Regions from separate parts of the Sus scrofa genome. Here all the other regions are linked to region 2. A link is a contact called in public HiChIP or PLAC-seq data. All regions are on one chromosome and are shown on one strand. Each heading gives the region's core, a stretch centred on a gene start, on an enhancer-like site or on the middle of the called end of the contact. The rest is flanking DNA. Distances are from core to core; before and after follow the strand shown.

The links. HiChIP or PLAC-seq counts read pairs in DNA pulled down with a chosen protein or histone mark.
Region 1: a contact with region 2 is called in an H3K27ac HiChIP or PLAC-seq map of skeletal muscle. The contact joins two enhancer-like sites. A contact is called at or near these places in 2 of 5 promoter capture datasets (fetal liver and liver), 24 of 47 Hi-C or Micro-C datasets (adipocytes, adipose tissue, alveolar macrophages and 14 more) and 2 of 2 datasets of contacts at active chromatin or transcription factors (alveolar macrophages and skeletal muscle).
Region 3: a contact with region 2 is called in an H3K27ac HiChIP or PLAC-seq map of skeletal muscle. The contact joins two enhancer-like sites. A contact is called at or near these places in 20 of 47 Hi-C or Micro-C datasets (alveolar macrophages, brain, embryonic fibroblasts and 11 more) and 2 of 2 datasets of contacts at active chromatin or transcription factors (alveolar macrophages and skeletal muscle).
Region 4: a contact with region 2 is called in an H3K27ac HiChIP or PLAC-seq map of skeletal muscle, with 4 times the contacts expected there. The contact joins two enhancer-like sites. A contact is called at or near these places in 2 of 5 promoter capture datasets (fetal liver and liver), 15 of 47 Hi-C or Micro-C datasets (alveolar macrophages, embryonic fibroblasts, fetal heart ventricle and 8 more) and 2 of 2 datasets of contacts at active chromatin or transcription factors (alveolar macrophages and skeletal muscle).
Region 5: a contact with region 2 is called in an H3K27ac HiChIP or PLAC-seq map of skeletal muscle. The contact joins two enhancer-like sites. A contact is called at or near these places in 1 of 47 Hi-C or Micro-C datasets (embryonic fibroblasts) and 2 of 2 datasets of contacts at active chromatin or transcription factors (alveolar macrophages and skeletal muscle).

The regions. Positions count from the first base shown.
Region 1 is chr8:104,706,367-104,709,301 of Sscrofa11.1, forward strand. The region is part of intron 2 of SEC24D (protein transport protein Sec24D); the gene reads left to right. The region is part of intron 4 of SYNPO2 (synaptopodin-2); the gene reads right to left. Among named protein-coding and RNA genes, the nearest start is that of MYOZ2, 99 kb to the left of the region's middle. Within about 2 kb of position 1,390, at least 7 of the 83 cell types and tissues checked have an H3K27ac peak or open chromatin away from gene starts, as enhancers often do. A contact at or near this core is called in skeletal muscle, where this site is marked.
Region 2 is chr8:104,505,066-104,507,992 of Sscrofa11.1, forward strand. The region is part of intron 14 of USP53 (inactive ubiquitin carboxyl-terminal hydrolase 53); the gene reads right to left. Among named protein-coding and RNA genes, the nearest start is that of FABP2, 42 kb to the left of the region's middle. Within about 2 kb of position 1,351, at least 4 of the 83 cell types and tissues checked have an H3K27ac peak or open chromatin away from gene starts, as enhancers often do. A contact at or near this core is called in skeletal muscle, where this site is marked.
Region 3 is chr8:104,740,616-104,743,842 of Sscrofa11.1, forward strand. The region is part of intron 2 of SEC24D (protein transport protein Sec24D); the gene reads left to right. The region is part of intron 1 of SYNPO2 (synaptopodin-2); the gene reads right to left. Among named protein-coding and RNA genes, the nearest start is that of SYNPO2, 100 kb to the right of the region's middle. Within about 2 kb of position 1,381, at least 22 of the 83 cell types and tissues checked have an H3K27ac peak or open chromatin away from gene starts, as enhancers often do. A contact at or near this core is called in skeletal muscle, where this site is marked.
Region 4 is chr8:104,683,960-104,686,872 of Sscrofa11.1, forward strand. All of the region lies in intron 2 of SEC24D (protein transport protein Sec24D), which reads left to right. The region is part of intron 4 of SYNPO2 (synaptopodin-2); the gene reads right to left. Among named protein-coding and RNA genes, the nearest start is that of MYOZ2, 76 kb to the left of the region's middle. Within about 2 kb of position 1,447, at least 9 of the 83 cell types and tissues checked have an H3K27ac peak or open chromatin away from gene starts, as enhancers often do. A contact at or near this core is called in skeletal muscle, where this site is marked.
Region 5 is chr8:104,663,688-104,666,621 of Sscrofa11.1, forward strand. All of the region lies in intron 2 of SEC24D (protein transport protein Sec24D), which reads left to right. Among named protein-coding and RNA genes, the nearest start is that of MYOZ2, 56 kb to the left of the region's middle. Within about 2 kb of position 1,539, at least 13 of the 83 cell types and tissues checked have an H3K27ac peak or open chromatin away from gene starts, as enhancers often do. A contact at or near this core is called in skeletal muscle, where this site is marked.

The sequences.
Region 1 (2,935 bases), core at 140-2,639, 200 kb after region 2:
TAAGTTAGCATACCCCCCTTTAATCATTTGTTTTTGTCATCTAGATGTGACTCTTGCTGCCAGGCTAGAATTCAGCTATGTGATAGTATTCAGTTGCCCTAGGAAACCTACTTTTTGAAAGGGATCAGCCCTGTCTAGAAGAGTTAAAGAATTCTGGATTACTTTTAAGAACTACTGTAACTGAGATCAGTTTTTCTATAGTTAAAATGAGTTGCTTCTTGTGAAGATTAAATGAGAAACATGTTATCATTAACAATCATACTAGATATATTTTGAAGTACAAACTTTTACATGCTCCAGAAGGACAACCCCAATGTATCTTATAAAACATATTCCTAAAAATGTATGTGTTAATGCAGAAACAGTGTGATTTTTTTCCTCTCTCAAAGCAGAAAGTGTTTATTATTGAAATATTAGAAACAAAACTGTTCTAAGATTAAAGTGGCAATGCTCAGAATCACAGTCTTACTAGTTTTATGAATCAATAAGCTCTCCTATAAGACTGAGAAGAATATGTGTAGTTACACTTACATAGTATCTTTCTTCCTAGAATATCTAGTGCTGTGCATACTCACTATGGCACAACATTCCAGGAAGAGAGGTTTGAGACATCATTAAGGGGAAACTGGTGGAAAGAAATTTGCATGAGGTCCTGCAATAAGTCAGTGACTATGATTATATTTTATTTATATGTCAGTGCCTATAAACCATGGAGTGGATTCCTTGGGATAACCTAACACAAGCTCTAGGTAAATACTTGTTGCTATTTTGTTGATGATGAAAACTTGACTTCATAGGTGCTCTGCCTAGAAATTAAGCTAACAAAGGACAAGGGAAAAGGCAGGATTGCAAAAACTAAACAAAAACTGCCTCCTCATAACCTCAACCAGCCAACCAACCAATCCAAAGATCTGCCACCACAACAAAGCCAACAACACCCAGAATTCAAAGGGTGCCCAGTGGGAAGGAAGCTGAAGTCATGAGCCCTAAGTCTCCCACCTGCCACAATGACATCATTTCCATAACTCCAACCTGAAAAGTAGTATAGCTTATTGTGCATATAAGTTCCCAGGGGCTCCCTGATTCAAAAGAAGAGGCAAAGAAATCCCTTTCTCCAGGGTGCCTTCTCTCTCCCATGCCCCTATCCCTTGGGGTAAGATTAGACTCTGCAGTGGATACAATTTTGGAGGATTCCCACACCTTTTCCATAATTTGGGACTGTATAGTCTCAGATGGGCCCTCTACTACCAGCTCATAGTCAAAGTTGTGGATGTTTTGACTGCGTGCCTGACATGTTTCTTAGAAGCTTTTCGGGAACCCCACAACAATCCCAGCATGTTAGTTGTGTCTTTAGTCATCAATTCGCAACAGTGACTCTGCTAAGATGGCCACCTGTCCAATGGGAAATGGACCAAAAGCACTTCTCATTCTTGCATACCACAAACCACTGGACAACTGGGAATACTTGTGGGTGATTACCATTCTAGGCTACTTTTGAACTAGTGATCTCAAATTGACTACCATATGTTCCATTGTCTTCCTTCAAATTCATGCTGTTCTTTAAATGCTATGTTAAGAATGTAAAGTTATAAAAAATGATCTCCTTTCCTGCTTCACCTTAAGATGCCTTTTTTTGGTTGTTCTATTAGAAAAGAATGCAAAATGCCCAGCATTCAACAGACTTCCTTTGAAGGGAATAAGCAGTACAAACAATAGTGTTATATAATGGAAAGAGTGCTTTTTCCTTTATCCTGGATGAATCTTCCTAATTGATTTCCCAAAAAAGCAAATAAGAATCCAAGCTACATCCTGTGGTTCTAAGCTCTAGGTAAATTGCCACCAAAGGTAACAGAAGATTTTCCAGAGAAAAAGCAGAAGAATAAACCCCATTGTTCTGTAGCTGACTTAATTCTCCTCTGTTATGTCACAGAAATACCTATTGTTTGTAGTTTTACAATGTACAGAGAAATGGAAATGCTCACAAAAAAAAGAAATTCATATGTTTTGGAAGCAATAAAAGAGAAACATCAGAGAAATAACTTAGGTCAGAATAGGTCATACAGGGAAGTTTTTTTTTTAATATGTACATTAAACAGATAAAGAAGAAAATAATATTTTAATAGGATAGTGAAAAATATAGCAGATTGACAGTGACAGCAGAAAAAGAACAGGAATACAGATATTTTCAGAGGATGAAAATGGTACCATGTACCCTCACACCAGGCAAGCTTTTATGAGAGGTCTCTAGGTTTATCTCTTGAATCAAGTAGATGGTTTTCCTTGGAGCTGTCAAAAATGCTTTGTGGTTCTCTACATTAATTCATGTTGAATATTTTCCATGGTTGGTCAGACCTGGACTTAAAATAGATATGATAAAGGTCTTCAGGTTTACTGTCAGTAACATTATTAACTTCAGAGCCAGCTGGATGACTGCATGGTGTGTAACCAATCCAAATTTACAAGGTAACCTTGCCTGAATCCTTCTGGTCCATCAAATATAAATAATAAAGTGAAGGTGTGAGAATAGAATTGCAAGGAACAGCAGGAGCAGTTTTCAGAAAGCAAAACAAACACAAGAAAAAAATCTGTGAGGTCACTCAGAAATGATGCTAATAATGGTGTCCTCACCCTACAGTCTCCACTCATCTGGGGTTCCTTATGCTTTGCAATCAGCCTCTGGAGTCAGTAGCCCTTCACACCCAAATCATGTGGTTTCCCAAGGGAAAAGAATAGTTACTTGTACCTTTATCTGCAGCCTGTTCACCTTTTTTTACATTACTCCATTATACTCTACCACTTGCCTCAGCTGAGGAAAACAAACTTAGGTTTTCATGGGCAACTGGAGATGTTGTCACTTAGTTTCTTTAGTAAATGGGGAGAGAGGATGGTACTCAATCTCTAAGGATAATTTCTCTGCCCCACCCACCTTATTTAA
Region 2 (2,927 bases), core at 101-2,600:
TCTGTACAATTCCTATACATTCCTCCACATTTTTCCCTTATTTTTAGTTTAACTTTTCCTTACATAAATATATAATAAAACCAAATCACTTTGCTGTACACCTGAAACTAATATAGTAAATTAACTATACTTCCATTAAAGAAGTATTAATTATACTTCAATTAAAGTATTGTTTTTTATTTTATAAGAAAAACCCTAAGCATCTTTCTATGACAGCTACTGTATGGTTTTAAAGAAACTCCTATCAAGAAGAATTGTTGGAGTTCCCGTCGTGGCGCAGTGGTTAACGAATCCGACTAGGAACCATGAGGTTGCGGGTTTGGTCCCTGCCCTTGCTCATTGGGTTAACGATCCGGCGTTGCCGTTGCCGTGAGCTGTGCTGTAGGTTGCAGACACGGCTCGGAGCCGGTGGCTACAGCTCCGATTGGACCCCTAGCCTGGGAACCTCCATATGCCGCAGGAGCGGCCCAAAGAAATAGCAAAAAAGACAAAAAAAAGAAGAATTGTTAAAATTAGGTCTATTATATAGCACAGGGAACTATATCCAATCTCTTGGGATAGAATATGATGGAAAATAATATAAAAAAAGGAATGTACATATATATGTATTATTGGGTCACTGTTATATAGCAGAAATTAGCACAACATCATAAATCAACTATACTTTAAAAAAATACAAATTACAATTATATTAAAAATAAAGTTTTTTAAAAAGAACCATGATTATACTTCAATTTTTAAAGTCTGAAAAACTTATATGCTGAAATTACATTATAATTTCCCACCCACTATGATTTTTAACTTTGGAATGTTTATTTTACGTAACTTATCCATAACTTCAAGTTTAATGTTTACAAATGCAAGAAAAAGGAAATACTTAACACAAAGAATTATTTACTTTGATGAAAGTATCACACAACGGGCAGCAGGAGGCAGCAGAGGTTTTATAAATATGTTTGAAATTTTAATATCACTATGGCAGGCATTCAACCAAGTGGTTTGACTTCAGAATTCCAACTAACTTAAAAATAGATGTGTTATTTTTCGTGTCTGCTGACATAAACATCCATGTGTCTTTACTGGGAATTTTGGCTCCAGGTTCTTTGTAAATGTAAGATAGTCAGATTTTAACACTGGGCACAGAAGATACTTTAACATCTAGGCAAGAAGCTTTAATTAATAATGCTAATTTTGGTACTTTATACAAGAAAACTAAAGCCCAACAGTCAGGAAATAAAAATATATATACTTCGACTGAAAAGTTGAGGTAAATTTAAAACAGACTTACACAGTAATAAAACCAAACTGCTGGTCTAGACACTGTAATCCTCAATCTTGTATAGGGAGATTTCAGACTATAATAAAACTGCAATTAAGGAGCTCCCATCATGGCTCAGGAGAAACAAATCTGACTAGCATCCATGAGGACGCAGGTTCGATCTCTGGCCTTGCTCAGTAGGTTGGGGATCTGGCATTGCCATGAGCTGTGGTGTAGGTCACAGACGTGGTTCGGATTTCTGATTAGACCCCTAGCTTGGGAACTTCCCTAAAGTTTTTAGGGCCGTACCCTAAAAAAAAAAACAAAAAAACAAACTGCAATTACAAAGCCTAAACAATCAAGAGCAGTAACCTAATCAATAACCTGATTTATAATAAAAAGACACAAATAAAATTTAAACACTTTTTAAGAAATCACTATTTTTTTTCATTTTTTAAAGTTTTATTGTAGTTGATTTACAATGCTGTGATAATTTCTGCTGTACAACAAAGTGATTCGGTTGTACCTATACATACATCTGTTCTTTTTCATATTCTTTTCCCATACAGATCATCACAGAATATTGGGTAGATATTCCTGAAAATCACAACATTTTAACTGGATAAACATTTCTGGCTAAACTTAATATATGTCAAAAAGAGCAGAGAGATACTTTAATAAATAATAATATACTCTATCAGATATTAAATTTTGGGATGATACAAAATAAAAGGCAGAAGTCAGTAAATTCTTTTCTCACCGAGATTATAATTTAAAGAAGAAAGCAAAAAACACCATTTTGCTACAAATTAAGTATCAACACTCAAAGTTTGTGGTTTCCGAAAATATATAAATATTTGGTTGTGCTGGGCCGCAGCAATAGAGAAGAAATTGTGTTAATACGCTGCCTCTCAATGATTTATGGAACTCTTACAGAAAATCTAACACGCAAAGAAACAAAGTCAACTGTTGAAAGTACTTCCTTCTCTAAATATACTTTCTAATGTATTTATTATAAATTAATATATTCTGCAGTTTAAACACCTCAGAGAAAATAAACTTAAGTATGTGAATAAACTCTTCCAATAAAATTTTTTTCAAATACTAATTTTAGGATTTAACAATATCAGGATAGTACATTTCACTTAGCATAGTAGAGGCACAGACCTTTTTATATTAAGAATTAAGGGAATTAACAAATTTTATTTGACCACTGGTTAACTAACTTCTTTCACTCTTGTTATTTGCAAGATCAAGCTTTAACTAATCCTGACTTCTATGACTTTTTTTTTTTTTTTTTTTTTTTTTGTCTGTTCTAGGGCCGTACCCATGGCATATGGAGGTTCCCAGGCTAGGGATCCAATCAGCGCTGTAGCCGCTGGCCTACAGCACAGCCACAGCAACGCCAAATCCAAGGCGCATCTGGGACCTACACCACAACTCACGGCAACACCGGATCCTTAACCGACTGAACGAGGCCAGGGATTGAACCAGCAACCTCATAGTTCCTAGTAGGATTCGTTAACCACGGAGCCACAACAGGAACTCCCTGACTTCTATGATTAACTGATGTTAAACCAAGTATTGCAGACTCCAAAGTAAACAGCAAAAGTTTTTAGAAAGACCTAATAATTCCTTTGTGATTTGTTATCTATAATCTTTAACTATC
Region 3 (3,227 bases), core at 131-2,630, 240 kb after region 2:
TGTCAATACTAAGAAGAAAAAAATGGTGAAAGAAAGGAAAAAGAACTCATAACATACTATATGGCTTAGCTTCATAATAGAAGCACTGAAATAAAAAGCTGTCTAGATTTACTAAAAATTCCACTGTAGAATATTAAATAGTTGGTGGGATTTATGGACATGAAAGATTAGCCACGTGCCTAATTCTTAAGTGAACAATATGTATCTAGTTAAGGAAAATGTTAAAGAGCTGTTTTTATTTCAATATCTGTTCTTAATCTGCCAGCCAGGATTAAAACATGAGTATATATACATATATAAATGTGCTTGCAATTTGTGTATAAAAGACTGTTCTATATATGATTTTGAGGAAAGGAAGCAATTTTTCTTTTTTCCTGGTCAATTAATCCATTCTTTCTTTATCTGTACATGGAAGGGCCAGACTGGTGCACAGTTTCAGGTGCACACATCACATTAGATTCATGTTAATGACACCCCTTATCCAGTACAATCAAGGAGAAACAAATGGTGGATTTGAAATGGGAGTGACTTTTGACCTCCTGAGAGGAATGTGTGAGGGTAGAAAGAAAACCAGTGTGGAATAAAAATTCTACAATGGATAGCGAAGCAGAAATGAATCCGACTAGGAACCATGAGGTTGGGGGTTTGATCCCTGGCTTCGTTGAGTGAGTTAAGGATTTGGCATTGCTGTGAGCTGTGGTGAGGTCGCAGACACAGCCCAGATCTGGCATTGCTGTGGCTGTGGCAAAGGCTGGAAGCAACAGCTCCAATTAGGCCCCTAGCCTGGGAACCCCCATATGCCATGGGTGCAGCCCTAAAAAGACAAAAGCCAAAAAAACAAAAAAAACAGGCCCATGTAACAGATGAGTTCCCAAAGACAAAGCTAGCCCCAAGGCCACAGACTACATGGCTCAACAAAACAAAACAAAACAAAAAAACAAAAAAATTCTACAATGGAGAGCTCAAGTAAAATTCCACTTCATTCCACTCATTTCAAACCCTAGACCTCACGGACTTTGCCCCCAGCGAATGACTTCAGGGTTTTGGTGCTTGAAGATTTTCTAGACTTCTCTCTAGCAGGAGTGAGAGAGAAGGGAGGGAGAGATAAAGGGAAGGATTGAAGAGAGGGACAGGGAGAACAGAGAAAGAACAGGAAGACACAGACCCTCTGGGCAAATAATATAATTGAATTCTAAAGGAGGAATTAAATGTTTTAATCACTTCAACTTGCTGATCTTTGCTTCCTCTCCCTCATGTCCTTTTCCCTTCCCCTTTCTCCTGGAATCCAGCCCTGGCAACTCAGAGGGTGATGAGGTCATAGTCTCCAAAATATGGCCATGGTATGAAGGCAGCAGCACAAATTCTTAAACACCATTTCAGCACCACACTGCAGGGCCGAGAAGGGAACCTTGTGTAATGTGAGCAACTATGAGCTCGTGCTATTTTATTAATCCAGGGCAGCGATCCCTGGGGGTTGCATTACGTGTATGTGTATGTGTGTGTGTGTGTGTGTGTTCTTCAGTCTCCAATTTTATACAGCAATCAATCAGATGTCGTCCTTTTCTCACATGTGCCAAAAGGAGAGTGGAGATAACCCTAACTCTGGGGTTCTCACCTATGAGCAAGGTCTTTGACATTAAAAGCAAAGAGATTAAAATGAGAATGACCTCTGACATCCCCTACTTCTAGACTCAGCCTCTGTGTGGGTCAGTTTCTTGCTCCTTATCACCTCATTAAGTCACCAAACCTTGCTACCTGGAAGGAAAGATTGATGGACTGATAATGGGATGGCCCTCTTGTCACACTGCAGCCAGTGTTCTTGCACTTGCTTATTAAAAGATCCTGGCTTTTCCTCCAGGTGGACCCAGATTCTGCTCCTTTCTGTGAACAGGCCATTCTCCAAAGCTCTAACTTTTCCCATGCCAGATCCTTAAAAGGAAATATAGCTTCTTGGGCCAGAACATGGTGGTATTTAACATCTTGACTTCAAAACCTTTAAAAAATATCACACAACAGTGCAAAAGCTTGAAGATGGTAGTTAACTAGAAGAAAATTCTCTGTGTTTAGAATCTACTCTGTGTTTTCCAGAATGTCCACTCTTGTCTTCAAATCTGATTTTTCCTTCAGAACCCTGAACCAATGGCTGCTCCTCCTTCGTGAAGACCTCCCCCTGATTATCCCACTTGTCCTTCCAGGCAGGAGTATTTGCAGTCTAAGAACTCATTAAAGACCACTTTAGGGAGTTCCTGTTGTGGCTCAGTGGTTAACGAACCCAACTAGTATCCATGAGGACGCAGGTTCAATCCCTGGCCTTGCTCAATGGGTTAAGGATCTGGCGCTGCTGTGAGCTGTGATGTAGGTCACAGAACATGGCTCAGATCCCACACTGCTGTGTCTGTGGTGTAGGCCGGCAGCTATAACTCCAGTTCGACCCCTAGCCTGGGAATCTCCCTATGCCTTTTTGGGGGCTGCCCTGAAAAGACAAAAGACCCCCCCCAAAAAAAAACTTTAAAATTCTCTTCTAGCACTTTTAATTATTAAAAAACACATTATCTCGATTCTTAAATTGTATCTTCATGAAAACAGGAAACTTGTTTAATCTCCTTACTATCAGACACTGAATATTAGAAATAACAATAACCACAGCTAAACCATTTGCCATACATACACTAAAACCATTTGCCATACATACACTATTTCTAATCCTCACAACAACCCAGACTAGTGGCAACAGTGGCAAATAGTGGCAAAGACTATTAAGTCCATTTTGCAAAAGAAGGAACTAAGTCTCTGAGATGGTAAGTAGCTTGCCTAGGATCACACTGTCAGGAAGCGGCCTATCATTGAACCTGTCATTTAAACCAGAATCTGTCCTCTTCACACCCTGGTGCAAGTGAGAAGGAAATAAGGGAAGGAAGGAAAGAGAGGAAAGAGAGGAGAAGAGTGGGAACAAAAAGTTAAAAATATCAGGCTTTTACAAATTGTTGAAATAATACTTCACAGACTCCCAGAGTAGTAAGAGACTGAAGAAATTTAGCATAGCCCATCCTCTACTTTTTTACACAGAGAATAATAACTCAGACCAGAGAGGTTAAGATCTCTGGTCAAAGTTGCACAGCCAGTGACACAGCTGGAACTAATGCAGACCTTAGGGATCCCAACTCCAATTACCAAGTTTCTTTCTCTGAAAGATGTAAATTTTGAAGCAGGCACGAAAACATTAACCA
Region 4 (2,913 bases), core at 197-2,696, 180 kb after region 2:
CAAGAAGCATATAATCCAGTACTATTTTTAACTCTGCAGTGGTGAGTTAATCAATCAGAGGTCAATTTAGAGAACAAACTCTTTATACCTATCTTGACAGGACCAGTAGCCAGTTTCGTATACTGTGAGAAGTATTAACATTCAATATGATAAAGAGAAATTAGCTCTTGATTCCCATAGTAGATGTATGTGTCTCTCTTTTGTTTTTAGGTGTGGAAGAAAGAGAACAACATTAGTCTATAGAGTCCCTGGGACACTTTTCACATTCTAATGATATCTGTTTTCCATCAGATATTGCACCTCACAGGCCTGCTTTAGTCAGGTCTTTAAAACAATAGAAACTTGGAATTCCCATTTCAGCTCAGCACGTTAAGGACCCATTGTTGTGTCTGTGAGGATGAGGGTTTGATCCCTGGGCTTACTCAGTGGGTTAAGGATCCAGCATTGCCACAAGCTACTGCATAGGTCATAGATGTGGCTTGGATCCAGTATTGCCATGGCTGTGACGTAGCCCACAGCCACAGCTCCGATTCAACCCCTAGCCCAGGAACTTCCATATGCCACAAGTGCAGTTATAAAAAGAACAAAACAAAGCAATAGAGACTTAAAGGATGGCAATAAAAGGATCCAAGTCTCCACAGAAATCTAGGAAAGGCTCCTGAATATACATATAGATAACTAACATCACTGGCTGATAACTGGAAAAAGAAATAATTATCAATTTATTTAGAAGTATGAAGTATAATGTGAATGCATACACCTCAGTGATAAGGCATGCAAAACACTGAATGAAAAGGAATTTATTTTCTGGTCTTTCTTCTACCTACTTAGTTTGAAAATCTTCAGAAGAATGGAATTTTAACAAATTTAAAAGTTCAAAACATTGTTGAATGATATTCTAATAACGAAGACATCAGGGATTGTTTTCAGCTAAGGTATAAACATTAATCTGTTGAATGTGAGGGGGAAAGAGTAAAACTTTGAAGTATGATATTTAAAGAGTAAGTCAAAATTTTCTGAAGAGAAATTTAAAATACAATTGAAGTTGAAAAAAACCTCCATATGCTGCAGTGTGTTGCCCTAAAAAGACAAAACAAACAAACAAACTGCTTTAGAATACACATATGCCAAATATAGCAGTAGTGCTGGTGGTGAAGGACAGTGCAGTGACCTCAGTGAACAAAAAAATGACTATTACTCTTCCATGTTCTCCTCAGACTGCCAAAGGTGACTTCATGCTCCTTTAAGTGTTAACAGTAGAGTAAAATTACAAATTGTCTTGGGTTAGAGATGCAGCTGTGGTGTATATAAATAGTTCTTTAGGTACATTGTTGTTTTTCTGTTTGTGCCAAAAATATTTCAGGCCTCTAGTCTCTGTCTGCACCCCCAAACCCTTAATTCTAATGTATTTCCCTGAGCAGTTTTCACATCTTGTTCTTTGGTGCTATTTCCTTTTGTCAATCTCTGTCCCAAGGCTCATGCTGTTCTCTGCTTGGCTGGCTAAATGAAGCCAAGTGATCTATCCTGAGCCAGAAATGACCAAAAGGGCCTGAAAATAACAGAAGTGTTTTTTCTATTTTAGAGTTTGAATGTCTGATGGTAGAATTCTAGCTTCACATGGTTTGGGCCTGGGTTGGAGTTTCTACCTTGGGTTGTATTATTATCAAAAGAATTTAAAAATTTGATATGAAAGTACTGAACTGTAACCAGTATGTTAAATTGATTATTTTTTGTGTATTGTGTATTATGTGTCATTAAAATGCTTTTTTTTCTTTTTATCTCCTACTACTTTAAGAAAATTTTTAATGAAAGAAATTTTTCCACTGCTGCTGGATGAAAACTTAGCAGGTCCTGTGATATTCTGCTTCCTTTAGGAATAGTCCTATGGTCACTTTAAGTTACCCAATCCACTTTATTTCAACATAGAATAGTCCAGCCCCTGGAATAATAAACTCCAATCTCCACTTAGGGTTAAAACCCCTCTCCTTTCCCAGATGGGCCCTTTTGAGGAGAATCACCTTCCTCCAGGGAAGGTACTGTGATTGCCTTCCTCGCGCTCTCCTCCTTTTCCTCTCCAAGTTTGCTAATCCTGACTTCCAGTCCCCTGGGTTTAGAGTGCAAGGATGGAGATGTAAAAAGAGAAGAAGGAATTTTTTTACTTGATTTGGTAACATCTTATTCTGGCTTTTTACTCTCAGAGCCAGGTAGGCCCAGAGAAGGAAACTTTCAAGGGATATTTGAAGATTCCTGTCACTGGGGACATCGTGTCTGTAGTCCTTTATTCATGCCAATTCATCTCTTTTCTAGTGGTTAACTTATAACTCAATCTGTACCCCCTAGAAAGCTGTCTACCTACAGCTTGTAGCTGCTAGGGTCTGTTTGCACCCTTGGAGAGGCCCCAGTACAAACCCCATCCAGTTCTGCCTTACTCCTGGCCTGCTCTCGTCCATGGGGAACACTCACATCATTTACTTTTGGGAGTACAGCAGCAAATTTCCTGGTTCTTTGCCAAAACAGTTTGTCCACCCATCTCTCACTCTGCAAATACCCTGGGAGAGAGTCAGCACCAGTCCCCTCCCACCTCCCATCCATCTTCATGCTGACACCTAGTATCAGGTTCTCTAAGCAGGTACGTTAAAATGTTTTTTCTCAAAAGGCTGGAGGTGAGAGGGCAGGGCCCCCAACCATATCTGCTCCAAACACAAACACTGATCTACAGCATTCCAGAATTCCTCCTCTTTCCTTGCTAGATTCCGACCCCCTCTAATAACCCGGACCTGACTGAGGGGTTCAAGAATTGTGGAAGTGGTTTGCTATTCTCTGAACACATCAGGAACATTCATGTCTACTGTTCTCTTTTTAAAGTCTGTGTTTTAATCTGGAATCACACTTCAGTGTACAGCATGTCATATT
Region 5 (2,934 bases), core at 289-2,788, 160 kb after region 2:
CCAGAATGAGAAACAGGGCTCAGACACTATTTCCTCCTTCCACCCCACCAACTGCCAGTCTATGCATTACTCTTGAAACCAGGTAGGACCCTATGAGGCCCTTCCCGGTATAAAGCCCCTCCATGCATCCCATTTCTTATTTACAGAAGAAGGCTTTAGTCTCCTAGGCTTTCCCAAGGTACAGATTCAAGCAGTTAATTAGGGAAGTGAGAGAATGCATACACAAAGGAAATGCAGACAAGAAAGAATAGTTCAGCAATAAAACACAATTCTAGTTCTAACTATTGTGTGACCTTGGCAGAGTCCTTTACCACTTTGGGTCTAATTGCTCCTTTATAAAGTCGGCGTGTTGGGAGTTCCCATTGTGGTGCAGCAGAAACGAACGAACCTGACTAGTATTCATGAAGATGTGGGTTCAGTCCCTGGCCTCACTCAGTAGGTCGGGGATCTGGCATTGCCATGAGCTATGGTGTGGGTCACAGATGTGGCTTGGATATGGCACTGCTGTGGCTGTGTTATAGGCTGGCAGCTGCATCTCTGATTCAACCCCAAGCCTGGGAACTTCCACATGCCGCAGGTGCGGCCCTAAAAACCAAATAAATAAATAAAGTTGTTGTGTCATTTTCCTTTAATCCCCAGTTCCTCCTCAAGGGATATCCATAACAATCTGACACATATCTTTGAGTTGTTCTACAGAAGCTAAAACTCCCACCAAGGTAGAGGATGGTGACTTCATGCTGAGTGCAAGTTTGTAGAACCCATACTGGCCAGAACCAGGCTGATGATTGAGATTCCTAAAACACCACTATGTTACCTCACCACCAACCAATCAGAGGAAGGTCACACACCTTGTGACCCTCCCCCCAAATTTTGCCTATAAAAACTTCCCTGACATCTGTCTGGAAGTTCTTATCTTTTGAGCATGAGCTACCCATTCTCCTTGCTTGGCCCTTGCAGTAAACCTTTCTCTGCTCCAAACTTCCATGTTTTGGTTTCTTTGGCCTCAGTGTGCATCAGGCACATGAACTTGGGTGCAGCAATGCTCTTTCTCCCTTTGTCGCATGAAGCTGTTGGGTCAGGGCCCGGCTTGATTCTGAAGGCAATGCTACAGGAAGGGTGGGGTAGAAAGAAGGAATGTGGATGATGGATTCCCAGCCCATTATTCCTTTTCTGATGATCAGGGAGGCCACAAATGACACCAGGAAGAACTTGACTCATTAGTCATGTTCCTCATCTTTGTCAAATGCCCTTCCTCCCTTTTTCTCTTGCTTCTAACTCCCCTCCACCCTCACTTCCCAACCACAGCAAACATGTCTTACTCTGAATTTCAGTCAGGTCACAGGATTGTTGTGAACCTGATGACAGTGAGTGATGCATTTTCTGTTAGTAGCTCAGAACTGCAGTATTCTGCTATTCCTGAAGTATCTGTCATCTGTCTTTTCCTTCCTTGTTTTCTAGTTCACTCCTCATTAGGAGATATGGGAGGTAGAAAAGGAGGGAGGCAATAGGAAACTCTGGTCAGAGCCACACCCTTCTGCTGTACTTCAGGGAGAACTAAGGGGTGGTGCTGAGCCACTCCCACTCAATGCTCAGTCTGCCAGCACAAGGAGGAGGCCTGCACCATGCCACAAACTTGCCAAATCACTACTGACTTTTCTTTAAGCTTTATTTACAGAAATTCGTACCGCAGATAATCATCTAATCTTGGAATCAGAGGTGGGTACAGGTTTTGTGATGCCTGAAACATGTCCAAATTTGGGCCCTCCCTTTAAGAAAATAATGACCTACAATTAAAAATATAAAATTAGCACAGAACTTTAGAAGGGGCCTCTATAAATCAAGTCCCTTAAGCTACCTGAAACCAGCTTAAACTATATTAGCTTCAGGGTAAATCCTGGGAGTGCTTCTGGCTTTTACACTGGAAGGATTTATTTTGTGACCATTAATAAGTTATGAGGGCAAAGGGTGTTTTATCTGCCTTTTCCTCTTCTCCAGTGTTTGGCCACAGCACCTACTCCTGGTGGATAATAAATATTGGTCCAGGAATTGTGTTGTTGTCAATGAAACTATAATAGCCAGGCATTAGGCTAGACTATGGGATCACTGTAATGAGGTGCTGTGGAAACATTCGACCCTGGAAGTGGTGAAGATGTAAGGGAATAAAATGTCAGTTCTATTTGGAGCAGAGGCAGAGTAATCACAAAAAGCTTCAGAGACAAGTTGATTTGTGAGCTGAGACTTGAAAGATGGGTAAAGGTGTGGGGGTGGTGTTGAAAGGCATTTCAAGCAGAGAGAGAAGTGTGAGCCAGAGCTTACTATCTGAAACCACATAAGGAGTTTATGGAATTGTAAGTAGTTTGGTGTGTGTGGAATATGAAGCACTAGAAGAAGAGGGGTTATTATCAAAAGGTAAGGCTGAAAGGCAGGAAAAGGTGAAATACCAGAGGGCTTCTCAGGAGTTGGGACTTTAGCCTGTGAACCATAGGGAGCTGTTGATGGCTTTAAAGCAGGGGAATAACATGATGTGCATTTTTGCAATATTATCCTGGAAAGAGTGTGAAGAATAGATTGTGGGTGCAGCAGTAAGACACTTAGGACCCAATTGCAGTGATAGGCCACATGGGCCTGATGGAGTGCTATGACAGTGGTGGTGGTAGGCGGGTACCTAACCAGAGCTGCTAAGGGGCCAAGTCCGCGAGGGTTGGTGATTAATATGTTGAGTAGAGTAAAGGTTGGGGTGAGAGAAAACTAGGGCAATGATTCCAGTCCTGGTTGAGGTAGTTGAGTAGATGGTGGTGGAACCAGGCACTGAGCAGAGCATGTAAGAGAAGGAGCAGGCTCTGGGGGAAAAGGAAATGAAGTCTCTTCTGAGTCAATGGTGTTTCAGAATCACTCAAGCAGTAAAGTCTAGTGTGAGTCAAGGCTGAAGCTGAA